Regions from separate parts of the Pan troglodytes genome. Here region 2 is linked to region 1. Evidence: chromatin contacts called from public HiChIP or PLAC-seq data. All regions are on one chromosome and are shown on one strand. Each heading gives the region's core, a stretch centred on a gene start, on an enhancer-like site or on the middle of the called end of the contact. The rest is flanking DNA. Distances are from core to core; before and after follow the strand shown.

Region 1 (3,590 bases), core at 746-3,245:
CGTCTGGGATGTGAGGAGCGCCTCTGCCCGGCCGCCCCGTCTGAGAAGTGAGGAGCCCCTCCGCCCGGCAGCCGCCCCGTCTAGGACGTGAGGAGCGTCTCCGCCCGGCAGCCACCCCATCTGGGAGGGAGGTGGGGGTCAGCCCCCACCCGGCCAGCCGCCCCGTCCGGGAGGGAGGTGGGGGGGTCGGCCCCCCGCCCGGCCAGCTGCCCCGTCCGGGAGGGAGGTGGGGGGGTCGGCCCCCCGCCCGGCCAGCCTCCCCGTCCGGGAGGGAGGTGGGGGGGTCAGCCCCCCCACCCGGCCAGCCGCCCCGTCCGGGAGGTGAGGGGCGCCTCTGCCCGGCCGCCCCTACTGGGAAGTGAGGAGCCCCTCTGCCCGGCCACCACCCCGTCTGGGAGGTGTGCCCAACAGCTCATTGAGAACGGGCCAGGATGACAATGGCGGCTTTGTGGAATAGAAAGGGGGGAAAGGTGGGGAAAAGATTGAGAAATCGGATGGTTGCCGTGTCTGTGTAGAAAGAAGTAGACATGGGAGACTTTTCATTTTGTTCTGTACTAAGAAAACTTCTTCTGCCTTGGGATCCTGTTGATCTGTGACCTTGCCCCCAACCCTGTGCTCTCTGAAACACGTGCTGTGTCCACTCAGGGTTAAATGGATTAAGGGCGGTGCAAGATGTGCTTTGTTAAACAGATGCTTGAAGGCAGCATGCTCGTTAAGAGTCATCACCACTCCCTAATCTCAAGTACCCAGGGACACAAACACTGCGGAAGGCCGCGGGGTCCTCTGCCTAGGAAAACCAGAGACCTTTGTTCACTTGTTTATCTGCTGACCTTCCCTCCACTATTGTCCTATGACCCAGCCAAATCCCCCTCTGTGAGAAACACCCAAGAATTATCAATAAAAAATAAAGAAAGAAAGAAAGAGAAAAAAAATAGCCAATCCAAAAAAAAAAAAGTCCACATTTCGGTACAGACTGATATTTTCCCCCAATATTTTCAATCAGGTTGGTTGAATCCACAAAACCCACTGAATGGAAGAGCCAAGTAGGGTGAGGTGAGGCCTTGGAGGGAGGATATCAAAATAAGTGGCTAGAGAGGAAGGAGAAGCTTGAGGTGGAAGCCAGAATGTGTGGGAACTGGTGCTGTACTTGCTCACCAAGCACCCTGGTTAGAGCTGAAATAACTCTTTTACGCTACAAACTCCTAAGAGACACAGTTGGGACCAGAACTGGCGCCTGCTGACTTCTGGGTAATCCATCCCTGGTTGTGACGGGACGGCCGTGCCGCCACGACGGCTCCAAAATACACCAAGAGTTTATTTTCGGGGCTGCTCGTAGTCCAGTCATTCTTGGGTTTCCCATTTCCTATCAGCCCCAAGCCACCCACGGATGCTCCCCACCTCCAGACATCGCCCTCCACTAGGTCCCCAGATCAATTTAAAACGCGACCAGGGGCCGGGCGCGGTGGCTCACGCCTGTAATCCCAGCACTTTGGGAGTCCGAGGCGGGTGGATCACGAGGTCAGGAGTTCGAGACCAGTGAAACCCCGTCTTTACTAAAAATACAAAAAAACTTGCCAGGCATGGTGGTGTGCAACTGTCATCCCAGCTACTCGGGAGGCTGAAGCAGGAGAATCGCGTGAACCCGGGAGGTGGAGGTTGCAGTGAGCCGAGATCGCGCCATTGCACTGCAGCCCGGGCAACAGTGCAAGACTCCGTCTTAAACAAACAAACAAACAACAGAACGCGACCAGGAGTCCCGGAAGCCTGCATGCACGAACTCCCAAGACCACAAGTCCCAGCATGCAACGCTCCCTGTTGGAAAAGGGCCTCCCTTAGCCACTAAGTGGACCATCATGCAACATTCTCTGATGGGGCGGGGATCTCCATGGAGGGGGGAGGCACACTTGTTGCGTCGCCTCAGCAACTCCAATTGCGTGACAGAATGTGCTTCCGCTTCCGCCTCTGAGCCCTATGAGCGAGAGTTACGCTACTTAGTCGTTGTGACGCCATTCTTCTGCGACGGCGCGGACCTGGAGCTTCCGCGCGGTTGCTTCACTCTCCTGTAAAACGCTAGAGCGGCGGCTTGTTGCTTGCGTCCTCTGACCTGAGAGCGAAGGGGAAAGCGGCGAGATGACTGACCGCTACACCATCCATAGCCAGCTGGAGCACCTGCAGTCCAAGTACATCGGCACGGGCCACGCCGACACCACCAAGTGGGAGTGGCTGGTGAACCAACACCGCGACTCGTACTGCTCCTACATGGGCCACTTCGACCTTCTCAACTACTTCGCCATTGCGGAGAATGAGAGCAAAGCGCGAGTCCGCTTCAACTTGATGGAAAAGATGCTTCAGCCTTGTGGACCGCCAGCCGACAAGCCCGAGGAGAACTGAGACTCTGCCTTACCACCGCAGTGCGGGGCACCTCTCCCAGCGTTTCTCCGGTTTGCCAATCCTCTTGAGTATTCCTGTCTCCAAAGGACCGGCTCTCCATGGCTCCTGCGCCTCGTGCTTTCCGCTTACAGAAGTGCTTGCCCGGGGAGTCCCGCCTGACCTGCCTTCATGTGGACCCTTAGAACAGCATTGGGAGACCAGCAGGACTCCTGAGAACTGTGCTGGTGGAGAGGTCCTAGAGCCGGCGAGCGTTTGAGAAGAGGGCATGACGCTGGAGTGAGATGGGATTTGGCGTCTCGTTTTTGGCTAATTGATTGTCATTGGCTTTTTCCATAAAGTTTAGAAATCGTTCAGTCTCTTGGTGTGAACTTTCTGTGTTAGGGTGGAAGGCTCCGGAAAGAGCCGAGCGGGAAGTGGGTTTGGGTGAGGGAGCGCATGCCAGTGTCCATGGCCAGGCACTTAGATCCGCCGTGTCTACCTTTATAATTAATTCCCCGACTGCCACTTCTCCCAAGAGCGTTATTTTCAGGCCCACAATGCCTTCAGTATTGAAATTTGTGGTTATTATATCCCATCTTCTTTTTCTCCTGTTTTAAAACTCTTTGCAGTCTTTGCTGTCATTGTCCTCCCTAGCCTCTTTAAAATGCATCCTTTCTTTTTCTTGGGAATTTGTGGCCATGTCTCCAGAAATGACAAGCTGGCAAGCGAGTTCATCCATTCTACATTCAACAAATATTTGTTGAGCTCTATGTGACAGGCATTTTCCCATGTTCTTGGGGCTTACATTATGCTGGTGGTGGAGAAAGGAGGTCAAACACTAGACGTAATAAGCAAATGTTAGAAGATGCTGCGGGGAGGGGAGAACAATGTATGTGGTGCGGGTGGGAGTAGCTGGTAGGGCTGTAATCTTAAATATGATGCACAAGTTATTGAGATGGTGACATTTGAGCAAAGACTTCAGGAAAATGAGGGAAATGGCCATGCGGAAAACTGGAGAAATTGCTTTCCATGAAGAGGGAACTGCCAGTGCAATGGTACTAACGCTGGGAGTATGTATGGTTTATTGGAGGAACTTCAAAGAGGCAAGCATGGCTGGAGGGAGTGAGCAAGGGGAAAAGTAGAGGGACAGGTAATGGAGGGGGAAACAGAGTAGAGTCTTGTAGGACAATATATGAACCTCTGAGGAGCCGTTGGAAGGT
Region 2 (3,733 bases), core at 1,073-3,572, 190 kb before region 1:
ATAAAGGCTGGTAAAAGGGGCGGGGAATGGTTCCACGCCAACCCTGTCCGTCACCGCAGAACTACCCACAAGCTTCGCATTCCTCCACCTCTCCCCTGACCCTGAGCTATCCGCAGGCTGCGTCTCCCACGCCCACCGCCAACGAACCGGGAGGGCCCAGATCGACTTCCTGAGGCCGGTGCAACTTACAAAGGAATGGATGCGGTCGCTGCCGCCCGGCCGGGCGGCCGGGAGGGTCGGCTCAGACCTAGGGAATCCGGCCTCCCCCGAGCTCCGCGCGCTCTGGCCGCGGCGACCGCTGCACTGACCCTCCCAACCGCGGCAGGGGGAACTGGCCCGCAAGGCCCTGGTGATCCGGCTGACCTGAAGGCTGGGAAAGAGGAGGCCCTGTCCTGAACACCTCAGAGAGCGGGGCCGTGGAGTTAGAACCCGAGCTCTGCAGTTCCTTGTAAAATAAAGTGCTGGTCCCACAGCTCTCTCGGAGGTCGGGCAACGTTTCCTCCCTCCTCCTTGAAAAACGCACTGGAATGAGTCCCTTTCGTAATCTGAGGCTTGGAGGAAAAAATCCCTTTGAACAACCTGCCATCTAAAAGTTGCACAGCCTTCAATTGGTGCTTTGTTGGTTTTTAAGTGGCCTTGAGCAACCACAGCCTCGGACCCCGGGCCAAAGCGGGGCATGAATTACCTTGTCAGTTGCAGCAAGAGATCCCCAGAGTCCGGAAAAGGAGAGCCGGCGACTGCGCGGGACTACACACCAATGGGGCGCCCCCCTCCTCCTGTCCCCTCAGTCTCTCCAGGGCCGCTGCCAGGGAGCTTGGCGATCGCGCCACACTCTCTGGAACCCCACCCTTGGGAGCAGCAACCACCCAGAGGTCAAGCACGTTCCCCGCCGGGCGGCTGGCTGGGAAGCGCTCTGCTGGCCGCCGACCACACAGCCACCCTCTGCCCACCCTCTCTTGTGGACACCGCCGGAGCCCCGCCTTCCCCGGGCCCGGGTGTCTGTGACAGACTCTCCTAAGAGGCCACGTCCCCTCTTGCAAATCACTGGCCCAGCGCCCTGCACCGCGCGATGCACGGAGGGCGACCCTGTCACCCCGGCGGGGAGGAGGATTAGGGGAGCAGGGAGGCAGCACAGAGCTGGTCAGATAAGTTTGGATCGTTCACAATTAGTACGGATCCCAAGGACCTCCACGCCCGAGCTCTCCACGCCTCCGGCATTCTCTCTCGCACCGCGGGGAGCTAAACTGAGGCCCCGAGGAAAGGGCACGCAAAAGTTACTCCCATCTTCGACTCTGGGACTTGGGAAGCAGCTCGGGACGCCGATCCCAGGCGGAAGAACCGCAGAAAGAGCCATCCTCCTCCCGGCCCCCGCCCCATTCCCTCGGGGGCTGTAGTCACATTACCAGCCCGAGGCTTCAATAATGCATGGGCTTACCTGCTGCCCGCGGGCCTTCTCGCCTGCCGGTCGCCTCCGCCGCACCCCGAGCTGGCCAAGGGCTCCTCTAGGAGTTTGACACGGAGTAACCGCGGGGGTGTGTGCGAGTGTGAGTTTGGTGGTGCGATGTATTTTTAAAAAAAAATAAAGCGTGGAGAAGCAGACACGAACCGAAATTTAAAAAAAAAAAAAGAAAGAAAAAGAAATTGACACCCGACTGAAAACGCCCCTTACTTGTGCAATCTTCCTGCCTGGTAGTTCCGCCAAAAACAAAACAGTCAAAGCGCAAACCTGGAACGGGCGCGCAGGCACCAACTTTGCCAAACGCTACAGAGTTTTCCGTTTGCAGAAATGACCCAAAAGAAGGGGGGCGCCGCTCCCCGTGATTCCCCAATCGGCTTCTGGAGCCAGAGGCTCCTCCTCGCCCCTCGGCGGGAGAAAGCCCGCGGCCGGCTGCTGCTGCCCGCTTCCCTGCTCCGAGGAAAAACGACTCCACAACTTTGTGCGCGAGAGAGGCTCGCTCCTTCGGCGGCTCCTCCTCCTCCTCCCCGCTGCGGGCCTGCCCCTTTGTTGGAGCCGAGCGCTGGAGGCGGAGGAGGGAGGGTGGGGCGCAGGACCGCTGGGTCGCGCGTTGCCGCCCCCACCCCCCGGGAAGGGGCTCGCCTCCGGGCAGCCAGGAGTCCGCTCTCCAGATGAGAAGGGTGCAGATCAGCGCCAGCCCTCCGGCCCGCGCCTCTGCAGCGCTCCGGCTCCCCTTCGGCGCTCTCGCCCCGCCGCCGCCGGCCCAGCAACTTTGTTCCGGAAGATCAGCCCCACTACGTTCCCCGGTCAGCGTCTGCTGGGCCTCGGCGGTCACCGCGGCCACCGCGTCGGGAACTTGGCGCCCCAAGTCACCTGACCGCGCGCCCCGTCAATCAGCGCCGGCCCTGCGCGCCCTCCCAGCCCGCAGCAGCCCGGCTCGGCGCTTGGCTGGCCTGGGGCGCGCGCTCCAGAGTGAACCGTGCGTGCCGGGAGCCGGGAGTCCGGAGACCGAACCCGAATGGATGCCTCGAACAGACATAATTCCCCTTATTCAGATTATCCGAAAATGTGAGTCACGTCCCCCTAGGCAAAACAGGTCTCTAGTTAGGGTGATATTTTTTTAAGAGATAAATTCCAATCTGCCTTCCAACTCACCCCATCTCAGTTTGCTGACGTTGCTGATTTTTTTTTTACCCCTAGTTCCAACCGTATATTTATTTTACATTATTTCTCTAGTGTCGTTGTTAATATTAAAAAAGAAGTTTTCTCTTACATTAGTTTGTATTACAAGTAGTGTTTGCGCTGACCTTATTTTTCTGTTTTCCAATATGCACACACAAACGCACATCTGTTATAGAGCCTGTTCCAAGCTTGAGAGGTTGACCAAAAAATATCTGGGAAGAAATGAGCTCGTGATGTGTGTGCATTTTCCTTATTTACACATTTCATTGCTCGTGTGTTCCTGTGATTCTTTTACACGATCAGCACACGTGGGAGGGGAAAGAAAACAGCAATCTGAGTTCCTAGTTCGTATTAACAGAGAAAAGGATGGTTGATACTGGAGCGCCGGTTTATTGCTGGCTTAATATTTGAGTTAATTTACGCGGCAGTAAAGATTAAACCACTAGGGGCCTTAAACTCATTTTCAGAAAGAGTTTACTCGCCTTTTGTTATAGTGAAAGGTTCCCCCATCCATCCCTAAGTGCTCCAGGGAGGGGGCAGGTAGGAGATTCCCAAAAGAGACTCTTCCTTGTAAGGTTTCTAGGACAGCTTCCTTCCTTTTGATGATTTTCTACGTATAAGCCAAATAAAATCCAAAGGATTAGCTTGAAATGGGTATGATTTAATTCATTCACTTCATTCATTCATTTAACAAGCATCAGTTTAGGGCTGTCAGGTTTGCTGGTTCTGTGGGTAAAGCAAAGATAAATCTGATAGTGATCTTACCCTAAAGAACTTGGAATGTAGTAGGTGAGATAAGACATGTAAACAAGTAAGTATATACAAGATCCGGGAGATAAATGCCATAAGAAAAGAACAGATCAAGTGCTAGCTGAGTATGGTCACATAGAGGGACTCCAGGATTTTTTTCTTTCTTTCTTTCTTTCTTTTTTTTTTGACAGTGTCTCTCTCAGTTGCCCAGGCTGCAGTGCAGTGGCGCGATCTCGCTCACTGCAAGCTCTGCCTCCTGGGTTCACGCCATTCTCCTGCCTCAGCCTCCCTAGTAGCTGGCACTACAGGCGCCCACCACCACGCCCGGCTAATTTTTTGTATTTT

The links. HiChIP or PLAC-seq counts read pairs in DNA pulled down with a chosen protein or histone mark.
Region 2: a contact with region 1 is called in an H3K4me3 HiChIP or PLAC-seq map of stem cell-derived excitatory neurons, with 2.1 times the contacts expected there. The contact joins the promoter of UTRN here to the promoter of SF3B5 in region 1. A contact is called at or near these places in 1 of 7 Hi-C or Micro-C datasets (stem cell-derived neural progenitor cells) and 1 of 1 datasets of contacts at active chromatin or transcription factors (stem cell-derived excitatory neurons).

What each region holds. Positions count from the first base shown.
Region 1 is chr5:155,956,199-155,959,788 of NHGRI_mPanTro3-v2.0_pri, reverse strand. SF3B5 (splicing factor 3b subunit 5) reads left to right here and starts at 1,995. Exons shown (of 1, transcript XM_001172705.8): 1 at 1,995-2,744. The coding sequence starts at 2,131. The coding sequence ends at 2,391. It overlaps LOC107975343 (a long non-coding RNA gene), which reads right to left and starts at 1,938. Exons shown (of 7, transcript XR_010158224.1): 1 at 1,576-1,938.
Region 2 is chr5:156,146,855-156,150,587 of NHGRI_mPanTro3-v2.0_pri, reverse strand. UTRN (utrophin) reads right to left here and starts at 2,322. Exons shown (of 75, transcript XM_009452168.4): 1 at 1,436-2,322.